3 separate regions of the Drosophila melanogaster genome follow, and all the other regions are linked to region 3. Evidence: chromatin contacts called from public Hi-C data. All regions are on one chromosome and are shown on one strand. The core of a region is the stretch at or near the end of the contact, and the rest is flanking DNA. Distances in the headings are between cores, read along the strand shown.

The links. A called contact is a pair of places that touch in the nucleus more often than the background predicts.
Region 1: a Hi-C map of the Kc167 cell line shows a contact between it and region 3, with 2.7 times the contacts expected there. The contact joins the promoter of Septin1 here to the promoter of Fim in region 3.
Region 2: a Hi-C map of the Kc167 cell line shows a contact between it and region 3, with 2.3 times the contacts expected there. The contact joins the promoter of bves here to the promoter of Fim in region 3. A contact is called at or near these places in 2 of 107 Hi-C or Micro-C datasets (the Kc167 cell line and embryo).

Annotation. Positions count from the first base shown.
Region 1 is chrX:21,355,333-21,359,879 of dm6, forward strand. It overlaps Septin1 (Septin 1), which reads left to right and starts at 2,954. Exons shown (of 5, transcript NM_078706.4): 1 at 2,954-3,061; 2 at 4,180-4,372; 3 at 4,439-4,547. The coding sequence starts at 3,044. It overlaps sol (small optic lobes), which reads left to right. Exons shown (of 9, transcript NM_057390.6): 5 at 1-736; 6 at 809-1,315; 7 at 1,375-1,641; 8 at 1,713-1,855; 9 at 1,925-2,580. The coding sequence ends at 2,102.
Region 2 is chrX:21,052,801-21,057,130 of dm6, forward strand. bves (bves,) reads left to right here and starts at 1,746. Exons shown (of 7, transcript NM_001272824.1): 1 at 1,746-1,942. Stt3A (Catalytic subunit 3A of the oligosaccharyltransferase complex) reads right to left here and starts at 1,137. Exons shown (of 6, transcript NM_001272822.2): 1 at 811-1,137; 2 at 98-426. The coding sequence starts at 910.
Region 3 is chrX:17,299,660-17,303,747 of dm6, forward strand. It overlaps Fim (Fimbrin), which reads right to left and starts at 2,270. Exons shown (of 5, transcript NM_078661.4): 1 at 1,701-2,270. The coding sequence starts at 1,775. CG5445 reads left to right here. Exons shown (of 5, transcript NM_001298442.1): 3 at 3,180-3,731. The coding sequence starts at 3,256.

The DNA of each region.
Region 1 (4,547 bases), core at 1,704-4,203, 4.1 Mb after region 3:
GATGGAGAACCTTCGCCAGCTGGAGGAGACCGAAGCGTTGACCAAGTGGCAAAACATCATACAGTACTGTCGCGACAATAGCGAGCTTTTCGTGGACGATTCGTTTCCGCCGGCGCCGAAGAGTCTGTACTACAATCCGGCGAGCGGAGCAGGCGAGGGAAATCCTGTGGTGCAGTGGCGACGGCCGCACGAGATTAACTGCGACGGCGGAGCGTATCCACCGTGGGCTGTGTTCCGCACCCCGCTGCCCTCGGACATCTGCCAGGGCGTCTTGGGCAACTGCTGGCTACTCAGTGCGCTGGCGGTGCTGGCGGAGCGCGAAGATCTGGTCAAGGAGGTGCTGGTCACGAAGGAGATATGTGGCCAGGGCGCATACCAGGTGCGCCTCTGCAAAGACGGCAAGTGGACGACGGTGCTGGTGGATGATCTGCTGCCATGCGACAAGCGTGGCCATCTGGTTTATTCGCAGGCCAAGCGCAAGCAGCTATGGGTGCCGCTGATCGAGAAGGCTGTGGCCAAGATCCACGGCTGCTACGAGGCGCTGGTCTCGGGCCGGGCGATCGAGGGACTGGCCACGCTGACAGGAGCGCCTTGCGAGAGCATTCCACTACAGGCCAGTAGCTTGCCCATGCCCAGCGAGGACGAACTGGACAAGGACCTGATATGGGCCCAGCTGCTGAGCTCTCGATGCGTACGATTCCTCATGGGCGCCAGCTGTGGCGGTGGCAACATGAAGGTGGGTTCTGCGTTATTACAAAGTCTTCTTCTATTTCATATGCTTATGCTCAATTATCAACATCAACCAAAGGTGGACGAGGAGGAGTACCAGCAGAAGGGGCTGCGCCCGCGACACGCCTACTCGGTGCTGGACGTGAAGGACATCCAGGGACATCGCCTGCTCAAGCTACGCAATCCGTGGGGTCACTATTCGTGGCGTGGCGATTGGTCGGATGACTCCTCGCTGTGGACGGACGATCTTCGGGATGCTCTGATGCCGCACGGCGCCAGCGAGGGCGTCTTCTGGATCTCGTTCGAGGATGTGCTTAACTACTTCGACTGCATCGATATCTGCAAGGTGCGCTCCGGCTGGAACGAGGTGCGTCTGCAGGGGACATTGCAGCCCCTGTGCTCCATCTCCTGTGTGCTGCTCACCGTGCTGGAGCCGACGGAGGCGGAGTTTACCCTATTCCAGGAGGGGCAGCGCAACTCGGAGAAGTCGCAGCGATCGCAGCTGGACCTGTGCGTTGTGATATTCCGCACCCGGTCTCCGGCGGCGCCGGAAATCGGTCGATTAGTGGAGCACAGCAAGCGTCAGGTGGGTGCTTCCCATAGCCCTGCAAATAGAAACGCTTCTAACAATTGCGTTCCATTTAGGTGCGAGGCTTTGTGGGATGCCACAAGATGCTGGAGCGGGACATTTACCTGCTTGTGTGTCTGGCCTTCAACCATTGGCACACGGGCATCGAGGATCCCCACCAGTATCCTCAATGCATCCTAGCGATACACAGCTCCAAGCGTCTGCTGGTGGAGCAGATAAGTCCCTCGCCGCATCTCCTGGCCGACGCTATCATTAGCCTGACCCTAACCAAGGGACAGCGGCACGAGGGGCGCGAGGGGATGACCGCCTACTATCTGACCAAGGCAAGTGATCCGGTTGCGAAGGGATCTAGGGATTCGGTGGCCTTACTAACTCGACCGCATTTCCTTTACAGGGCTGGGCGGGTCTGGTTGTGATGGTGGAAAATAGACATGAGAATAAGTGGATCCATGTGAAATGTGATTGCCAGGAGAGCTACAATGTGGTGTCGACACGCGGCGAACTCAAGACAGTGGACTCTGTGCCCCCGCTGCAGAGGTGGGCTCCCAATCGACCACCTAAAATATTCCCCCAACTAATTGCTTAACGTGTGCTTAACGCTTTCAGACAAGTAATCATCGTTCTCACCCAACTAGAGGGCAGTGGCGGCTTCAGCATCGCCCACCGGCTGACCCATCGTCTGGCGAATTCCCGCGGCCTGCACGACTGGGGGCCACCCGGCGCCACCCACTGCCCGCCCATCGAGAATGTCCATGGACTGCACGCTCCGCGGCTAATCACCTAGAATGGGATAGGGATAGGGATGGATGGCAGTGACGCAATTTCGATGCTACCCCGCGATATGTCGCTGTTCGAATCCTGATTTGCATGCGTCTCCTCTCAATTCTACCCGTCTTCTAGTCGATGTTCTGTTAACGAATCACACATTACAGCGAAAAACCCAAAGTTGAAACCAATCAGCATGCGAAACAATTCATATATATGTGTATAGAGCCGTGCAGATATGATATATGTATGTGTTTATGCACTAAGGCGTATCGGAAAGTGGGAGCAGATCCCCGGTGGGGATACGGCAGAGCCCAGAAGCCCCAGTCCGGAGTCCTAAGGCTAAGGCTCGGCACGATTCGCTTGAGATCCAATGATCTGTGTTTTGATTAGAGCGGCTATGATTGTGGATTATATAGATATGTATTGTGAATTTAAGTGCATCCAATATTAATATGTGTATTGTTTTAAAAATAAAGACTACAAGTTATAAAAGCCACCAATGTGTAAACAATTTCAAATGTGTACGCGCGAATTGGAAAACGATTCAATCAAAATATACCTTACGATACACAATAGATGGCGCCAGGAGATATTCGACATGGTATCTACATAAGATGTTATCTACTGTCAAAAACGCTACGAACTAAATCGTAAATATAGTCCGGGCTTAAATTTCCGATTAATAAAGTGAAATCATAAAAATATAGTCATGATATAATATAAACCATATAAAACCATAATAATTAAATAACTTATTAAATATGGTTACGTTCAACCAGATTTTCAAAAGAAATACCAGCTTGATCTTGTTCAGACGGTCGTCATTTTTGTTTTGCCGCCGAACTGGTCCCACTGGCAGCAGGATTTGCCAGTTGCGCGCTGCGGTCACACTAGTTGCCCTGCTATTTTGTTCGTCATTACGTTGATTTCTTCGTTCGTTTCGTGTTTTTTTTTAAAATGGCCGATACAAAGGGCGTGAGTAGCCGCTGTTCACTTGTCCAAATGCTAATGGCCAACGGCCAGTCCCCCAACGAACTCGATCCGCCGCCAACTGGGCGTGGCGTGCCATCCACTCCTGGTTGCCAGTGCATCAAATGCCGAATGCGGCGCTCCTGTTGATTTGTTTGCCGCTCATCTCGCCGCGCCAGTTCATCGGACACTCCTCCTGCACCGCCCTTTGTCCACTCGGTGGGAGCGGGCATTGCTGAGCGGGAGTGGAGAAGGAAGTGGAAGTAGAAGTCAAGTGATTCACAACATGCCGGTGGCGTCGGCGTTGTTCCTTTGTTCCCGGGACCTCTGCCGCCCTCGCGAAGCAACTTCGGCCGCCCGTGACCCACATGGCAGTGCATTCTGGTGCACGGAGAAATGAGTGCCGTGCCCATAGTTTGGGCGCCCAAGAGAAAACTGATCCGCGCGTGATGGGCATGCAAATCAAGCCAAGCCATCGCTTTCTAAGACCCAAAACCCTAACTACCAGACATTAGCTCAACCCAACTGAGTTGGGTTACGAGTTAATAAGGCATATGGAATACTTTCAATCACTTGTCCATTTTGGGTCATATCCTTGAACCCATTTCTTAACTCAACTCAACTTTCTCTTCATGAGATGCAAGTTTTTACTATTCCCAAAAGTGTTTTACCGAGAAACATAGTTCCAATTAATTGGTAGATAAATTGATCGACCGCAGATATATGTACAATATTACTATGATTTATCGTCAGTCTGCATTGCATGGTTTTATAGCTTAATCAGCATAGGCTGACCCACTTAATTATTCGCATATGTATTCATATGTATAGAACACAATGCACGGCACATTTAGTTAATATGCAATTCGTTAAGATTATAATTTCCATATGCAAAAAAGTCCACATTTGTTTCGCCTTTAAACGTTCCAGAAATAGTGCTGATATTGAACTGAGTAATTCTTGGTTTTGCAAGCAATGTTTGATTGTTTACCTGTTCTGAAATTAAAGGCATTACCTATCTAGTAGATTCTCAGAAAGTTTCTAATATTAATTATTTTTATTTATATATGAAGCCTAGGACTTTTGGTTCTCTATACTAATGTTATTCACCTATTCTCGTGCAGTTTTCCAGCATCGAGACGCCCGGCTATGTGGGCTTCGCCAACCTGCCCAACCAGGTGCATCGAAAGTCCGTGAAAAAGGGATTCGAGTTCACCCTAATGGTGGTGGGCGAGTCCGGACTGGGCAAGTCCACGCTGGTCAATAGTCTCTTTCTCACCGATCTCTATCCCGAGCGCATTATTCCGGACGCCATAGGTGGGCATAGTCTTTCGTCATCACTCGCTTTGATTACTCATCCAGGAAACCATTCCCCTCTTGCAGAGAAACAAAAGCAAACCGTAAAGCTGGAGGCATCGACGGTGGAGATCGAGGAGCGCGGCGTCAAGCTAAGATTGACGGTGGTGGACACACCCGGATTCGGCGATGCCAT
Region 2 (4,330 bases), core at 496-2,995, 3.8 Mb after region 3:
TAAAAAGGGGTAAAGGGGGATCATAAGAACCACGTGCGAATTTTAACCTCGAAAGGATATAAAAAAAAAAGTAAAGAACGGTGGGACGGTGGCTTACGTGTATCTCCTTTGTGAGGGCGTAGGTCACCAGCGTGGTCAGCGAGGAGAAGAAGGGCGCCAGGAAGACGCACACGTTCCGTATGTCGATGGTCACATTGAGCAGCCACATCAGGCGGTACAGGGCCGCCGAGGTGAGCATCAGCCCGGGATAGATGGTGCCGCCGATGATGCGGCCCAGGGGATACCAGGCGCGGTCATCGAACCAGTTGTGGAACTTGTAAAAGCCCTGCTCCGCCAGAAACCGCGTGGTGCGGTAGTTGAAGTACGGATCGAACTCATGGATTACGCTTTCGAATCGCAGCACAGAGAACAAGCGTGTGGCAAATGCTGTCCAGAAATGCAAGAGGAAAAGGAAGTTTAATCGGCGATGGCAAGAGGAAGACCAGCAGCTAGTGATGGCACATGCCAGCGTGTATCAAGCTATCGATATTCTAGCAGGGCTGGCAAGTTGATATTCTACAACATGGCAATCGGAAGATGTTTATAGCTATGCATTTGTTCAAATGCAAATCAAGGAATTTATAAGCTAGGAAATAAGGAATAATAGTGCTGCATTGCGTAACTAAGCCATTATATGCTCTGGGTAATTTCACCATAAAGTGCCGGCGGCACATCAAGCTATCGATAGCGAAGAAGCTCGCAGCAGATGCGAATGTTTGACCTTTTCACAACGCCCACTCGGCTAATGCCGAATAAGCGCTGTTTACTCACATAAAACCGCTGCCAGGATGAGAATGGCCAGCTTGACCAGGTGCTCCTGTTTGTCCCAGGTGAGCAGTCCCCTGGCGACGCCGCCCACGTCCAGCGTCATTTTCCTTGCTCTTCCGCCTGCCGGCTTTTTTTCGGCGCTGCTTAATTCGATGCAAGAGTCCCTAAGTCACCGGTGCGAGTTGTTGACTGAATTCCGGATGTCCAGGATTACTTGTTTTGCCCCACCGAAGCACTATTACTTAGCTTTTTGCACAAAACAATGGCTGAAACTTGAATGCGACGGGATCGCAAACTTGCAATTCGTGGCAAAGAGCGGAGAGTGCTATCGATTATCGCGTGCTATCGCCGGTCTATCGGTAATAGGGGTGACAACTCTGACCGCTGGCGGGTTTTATTGTTTCCCTTTTAACCACTTCTTTTGGCTGCTATTTGCGGTTTATTCGGCAGTTAATTCTCGATTTATGATTAGTTACTATTAGTGAGTCATCAAAAGCACGGCTGGTATTCGAATCGGCAATTCATAACCGGCTGTTCCTGGGCTTATATCCCAGCTGTTTTCGACTCTCCGTGGGAGCGAGCACGAGTAGTGAGCAGAGAGCGAAAAACACATTTCAACCACCACACAGTGGGGTACGATTATTATTTTTTAGAAAGTTACCAAAAGTTGTCTAAATACGTTTAGACCAAAGATGTCAACTACGCCAAAGCAACCGTAAGCACAAATAAAAAAGAAAAATGTAACAATTTTCAGATAAATCAAGGAAATGTAAACAATCTTAAAAAGTTGTCAGCTAGTATGCAATTGCGACCACTGTGCACCACGAAATTCGTTTTCATTGCGGGAGAGCGAGTGAGAGAGAGGGCGAGAGAGAGCGAGCTACAGCCGTTTAAATTGCCATATATTTCCCATATAAAAGCACCGCTGCTTCGTGTTTTCATTGCCTTTTAAAAAAATCTCGAACAAAATATGACAAGAAAACATCGGATGAATCGCCGGGCAGGAAAATCACGGTTTCCACTGAAAAACTACTGATAGTTATCACATATCCGAAATATATGTATTTTCAATCGAAACGAGAACCAAATCCCCGAAAAAACGCGAATCGGAGTAAATACAAGTTGACTTCTGCTGGTAAATAGAAGAAAAATTTGTACCTAAAACAATGAAAAACTCACGTGTCAAATATTTAAGAAATTGTTCTCACTAATACATGGGCAAGCCCATTCCTATTTGCGTGTATGAGATTTGCTAGTTCAAATCGTTGATTTTTTTTAGTGGCAGCTTTGTTATGTGCAATATATACATAGATATTTGCATATGTATTGTGTGTGTGTGTATTTACTTGCAGCGTTGTTGTTGCTGTTTTTTTTTTAATTGAAGCCGCGCCAAAAGTAATTAAATAATAACGATGGCGAGTGTTTGTTTGTGTGTAAAGTGCAGCAAGAATGGTGAAAAATCGAACATCAACACGCTTTTAAAAATGCATGTGTTATGTATGTGTATATATCGGGACGTCACTGTGTGCGTGCGGGTGGGGGCAGCGACGCCGGCAGAGGCAGCGATTGCAGTTGCCAGCACGCATTCAAGAAGAAGAAGAAGGAAATCGAATGTATGATGGGAGGGCGTGGAAGGGGGGTAGGGGAAAGGAAGAAAAGGAAAACAAAAGCAACAAACTCCAACTTCTGCATCTGCTTCTTCGTTCTCTCCTCCTTCGGCCCACCACTCACTCACACCCCACCCACTCTCTCAATGTGTGTATGTGGGTGTTTGCATTTGCATGGCATTTCTGGCATGCAACTTCTATGTGTGTGTGTTTGTGTGTGCGTATATTTATGGAAGTTGTGTGCCTATAGGCGAGAGAACGAGAGGGAGAGAGAGAAGATCGGGGAACTACTATTTATTATTATCCAAGCTCCCAAAAATCGAATATTTTGCAACAAAAGAAGTTAGACTCGTGTTCTATTAGGAAAAAATCAATGAAGTGACATTCTCATTTCCGATTTTGAGACCCAATTGGGATGAATTGCTTTCGTAACTTCCAACTTAACGATCTTTCCAAAGATCTAAACTACATGAAGAAGGGGAAAATGGGGATGAAATTCGTTTTTAAAATTTCTATTTAAAAATATATTGGGTCCAAAAATACTTTATCAGTGGGGAGAATAGCTCTGAAATGAGTTTCCAATTCCCGAATTCCACTTCAAAGATCTGAGGCGATAAATAAAGACATTGCTATGCAATTCAAAAGTCTCATAATTCAAATGAGAGCCCAAAAATAACGAACGAATTATTCAAAAAATAATTATGCATTTCAAAAATAACTGGTGCGTATTTTTGCTATGAACTGAGAATAATATTCTTTGGTAGAAAAATCTGAGAACTACATATATGTATAAATAACATATTGCTTTGCTTTGCAAATTCTTCTCTAAGTCTAAACAAACCGTAAAGTTAAAAACCTATCTAAATCCAAACAGTTGGATAACTGAAAGCCATTTGATATCGCACCTAAGGCAGCATTCCGATAAGATAAATGACCTTATGTACAAAAACACTGAACTATAGAAATGTTTTCTTATCAGTGCTCGGCTCTGGATGAAATTCGTACTCCATAACTGATATTCACAATTGAAAATTTCCTATCACTAAGAGCTAGCTGAAAATGTTAGTGGACCATTAGAGTAAGGTAATCCATCAATATTGCATGTATAGTATACTGATGTCGACCATTTCCTAACCCATTTAAATGGCCATTGAGTGATTAAGTGTTTTTGTTTATTTTTTCTTCGATTTCTGCTTTCGCCTCAAAATAATTTACACAATTTTTGCCGTGGCTGGCCCGTTTCGGGCCATAAAAACGATGTAAAATTTAATATGGCATATAGGGCGAGACAATGTTGCCTGTTGTCTGGTTATTGTTATTATTATTTTTGTTTACACGTGGGAAACGGAAATTGGTGGTGAGGGGCAAAAAAAAAACGGAGGACAGCAAAAAGTTGCCGCCGTTTCACTTTCGGCTCACCAGTCTCCACTTGCCCCACCAAAGTAGTTAAAATTTACAAATAACAAAGGAACAGTCGAGGAATCTTAAGAAATGCTGCAAGCGTTGTGTTTTACACAATTAATTCCACGTAATTAAGCCTTTACGAAGCTTATGACTTTAATGTCTGATCTTCCCTTTTTCGCCCTCTCTCTCTCACTCTCTCTCTCTCTCTTATTGTTTTTCGTTTCGTATTTTCCCTTCTATCGCCGGTTTCATTTCCAATTGTTGCCATACAAGTTCCGCTTCCAATTGGATTACGACCACAATTTGTCTGCGGGCCAAACACCAATTAGAATCGGGCGAGATATGGAATTGTGCGGGCGCCTTAGCTCCTTATAGCTCCTTATCGATATCTGAATGCCCTTTATTTTTAAAGTCAATTTTAATGCATTTATGTTTTTAAACATTCAGAGTGCTTAGTTCGAAGTACATGCATATGTACATAAGTCCAATCGGAAGTCCAAGGGGAATTTTTG
Region 3 (4,088 bases), core at 1,020-3,519:
TAAGCACTCCTATTGTCGGCAATACCGATGTATGGTTTTTGAATTCATTTCGTAGGGCCAACCGCCGGCGACCCACTGTGCGACTTGTCTTGCGTTTGAGAGCAGATATCTGAATCTGAATTGAAGCTGCGACCGAGCTGAGACGTAGTTTTTCACGCTCTCCCGGTGACGGGGCTTGTATATATGTGCCCTGGCCTGTGATTTTTATATTTATTTTTAGTTTAAGCAGAAACTGGTTTTCATGCTATTCCACTCCGCCCCCTGCGAACCCCACCAAAAAAAAGGGGTGGCAGTAGAGCGACTTTTACGTGGTGTCATGGTATGGAAATAAATGCACGTTATACGCTAACTTTATACCGCTGGCCTTGCCCAAATATTATTCTCGCGAAATTCGCAAGAAAGATTCGTTCGTCAAGTGAAAGATGATGGTTGGTTGGTTGGTGTCAACATTGTTGTGTTATTTTTTAGTTTGCTTTTAGCATTAGTCACTATGGGGGATGGGCAGCGACGCCGACTGCGGCATTGAACTTGCGTTTCTCCACGCATGCGCTGCCCTTATACTCGTAATGATTTCGTTTTGGGCTTTGCAGTTGCAGAGGGCTCCACCCAAAAAATAAGACAAAAAAGTGTTTTCTTCTGTAAACATTCGAAGGAAATTCTCGATGCACGATAAGAAATATTTGCATACTTTATCGAGGCGGTGACAAGACAAAGTAATGTGTCTACTGTGGATGTCGGCTTGGTTTATCTAGTTTCGTTTTTACGGTACATGGCTCAGACAGTTTGATAAGTGCAATATTCGTCAACAGCTTTTGCATTCCAATTTACCACAATACACAATACACATAAAGAAATCAAAAACAAAATTCACTTTATAGTACAAATTAAAGTAATTTTTTCCTCTTGCTTCTCGTACTCTTGATAACGACTCTCCACTGTGCGAAGAGCGGGAGATAAGAGATGCGGGAAAGGGAAACTTGTTTGCTCATCTGCTGTCCCCTCCCACCCACATCCACGCACGCGCCCCTCTCCCTCGCACTGGCATATGCAGCAGCGGGCGCAGCGCATTAACCGTTAGCTAGCGATGCTTGTCTTTGCTTCTTTTCACGGTCTTTTCCAGTGGCGGATCAAGGGGGGATTTTGAAGGGCTAAAGGACTAAGTTACTCTCGTAAGTGTAATGCAAAATTTGATCTCTGTTCTTGTACGATTTCCTCTTCTCCTGTCCAACATTCGTGCCAGCTGATTAAGTTAAGTTTTAGTTTTACAATTCCCAATTTAATTAACTTCTTGCTGGTTCTGCTTCTTTGTCGATTAAAAACTAAGCAAGAACATGAACTAAAATCGGAGTGGTAAGACCCTTTCAAAGTCCGACTCTGTTCTTCTCCTGCTCCTGCTGCCCCCGCCACTGCTTCTTCTTCGCTTAAGTCCACTTCATGGGGGGTTGCTTTGCACTGTTGAAGGCCAGCCGCGCTGTCGGCTGCGCAGCCGGCGTTGGCGTCAGCGTCGCTGCTCCCCATTGTCAACGCCGACGCCCACATGCACCGCTTAACGGTTTTCTTCCTGCGCCTCATGCGTGCGTGTGTGTGTGAGTCATTCAATTTGAATTTCAACAATTTGCCACCTATGACTCTTATTGATTGAATGTTGCTATTGCCATTGCTAAAACCATTTCGTTTTGCTGCTCTTTTTGTCATCTCACCTCTATGAATTTCTCCTTGATCTCCGCCTTTTCATCAATGGACAGCGTTTTTGTGAATTTGTTAAGTGTTGCCATTTTCGCTGCCGATGTGTGTGTGGTGTGCTGCTGCTGCTTTTCTTCTTGACTTTCTTAATTATTTATAACTGACGCCGCTGATTGGTAATTATTTTAAATAAATTATCCGTTTATAATCAATTTCACTTTGTCGCCGTTTTCGCAGTCGGCGATTTTCTTCTTTTTGCTCCTCTTCTTTTTTGTTTTACCGCGCGCTCCTTTTCCTATACGTATCTATGTATTTGTGCGTTTCTGTGCTAATATTCTTAAACTTCTTTTACTTTTTTCTTAACTTTTCACCCATACACACTCGTTGCTGGTTTTGTTTGTTGCTGGTTTTTACCAAAAAAAAAAAGATGAAGCCAGATTTAAAGCCTCCGTGTTGTTATTTACAACGTCAACCGAGCAAATTTTGTTTTCAAACGTTATTTAGCACGTCTGAATTCGGAATCGACCGGTTTGCTGTGCGTGCGAAGCGCTTTTGTTAGATGTTTAACAACAAACAGAAAACTAAATTGCAGGTTGTATTGTGAGAAATGAAAGAAGACAACGGAGCGAAAACAGTGTGCCCGTTTTGGAATTTGAAAAACCTACAAAAATACGGTGGTACTTACCGCGATATTTCCAAAACTGAGCACAGTATTCCATTTGAACTTAAATTTTCGATAGAATTGAAATACCTCTTAATGTCATAATAGACAGCACATTGTTTTTCTTCAAGTTTAAATATAGTTAATTTAAGCTTGGAAGAGAATTTAAAAAAAGCTTAAAGCTGCTTATGCTAAGTTATGTGCGCAAATTTATTTTTTTTACATTTTACATGTGCGTAGAATTTCCGTTGTTGAGTTAGCAGCAATTGAAGAACGTTGGAATTTGAATTATGGGGACGTTTTTTATTCAGTTATTTTTCTTTATTAGGAGGTGAATTCGAAAAAGATATTTCTTTATCTCTTTCTTTGACGCACATCATATTACAATGTTAACAAACATAAACGTTTAGTATTTTTCCGCTATCGGGTAGTATTTCGCGGTCGGCTCGCCACGGTTCCTCTTCTTTTGTCTAAAAGAATAGAATCGCCTGGTCACACCGCAGGGTCCAGTATTGTTGCCTTTTTATTTTATTCCCGCATTTCTTCGCTTTGAAGCGATCGCTTTTCGGCTTTCTTTGAGGTCACAGGTCACGCCAGCGGACGCTGGAAGCCGAAACGCCCCCCGCCTCGCCCCCTTGGCCATGGTGACCGTCGCTGTTGTTGTTTTTGTCGCCCTTTAAAACCAGCTGCTGCATCTGTGTGTGCGCGCGTGCTTGCGAGTATTTCCAACCAAGCGTGCGTCGGTGTGCGTGCGTGTACAAGTGCTGAAACAACAACAAAAGCGTAAAACGCATTTTCATTTGATTGCGATTTTGATTTGATATATTAATTACAGAAAGAAAGGGGGAGAAAGCAAACAAAGGAGACAAACTGTGAGAGAAAGACAGAGCGAGATCAAGACAGTGAGCGAGATGGATGTGGAGGAGAACTACGAAAACGCCGCCGAGATGCAGAACATGAACATGAATCTGAATCTAAATCCGAATCCGAATCCAAATTCGGACAGCCAGCAGCAGCAGCAACAACAGATGCAATGTGAACCGTTATTCGGGCTCACAACCAATACAACAACAACCACAAATCCCATGATGGCCATTCCCCTGCCCGCGCCCCCAGGGCCGCACTCCGCTCCGAACAACAGTCCAAATTCGAATGCGAATCCCAACTCAAATCTGAGTCCCAGTCCATCCGCAACAACCGCTAACGCATCCGCATCCACGATCAAGTGTCTACCGACGAACGACTTCGATATCGACTCCCTGTTGCTGCAACAGTTCAGCTGTATGGGCACCACGGACCACGAAGACCTCATCAGCCAGTTTCAGAGCCTAATGAACAACCAGATGAACCGGGAATCGGCCAGGTTTTACCTAGAGATGAGTAACTGGTAAGGATATAGCTATAAGTAAAATATCTCAAATCCATTGTGGTTTAATATTCCAAATGGAGTTAGAACACAGAATGTTTCATAATCCATTGAATTTAAGCTTCTTCCCTGCGTTCTGGACATATTATAGTCTTTATAAACTATATTTTACTTAAAGATGTGTTACTAGTAATGATATACATATGTACTCAGAAATCCCCATGGTACGATCATCATGGGCGATGTTATCGAGGCCTTTTTCTTTTATTTTAACATACTTTCTTATATTTTAACATACACAATTTAGAACAATGCATAATTATTGAATTATGAATAATTTTACATTGTTGTGTTTCATTGCCTCCAGCTTGATGAATA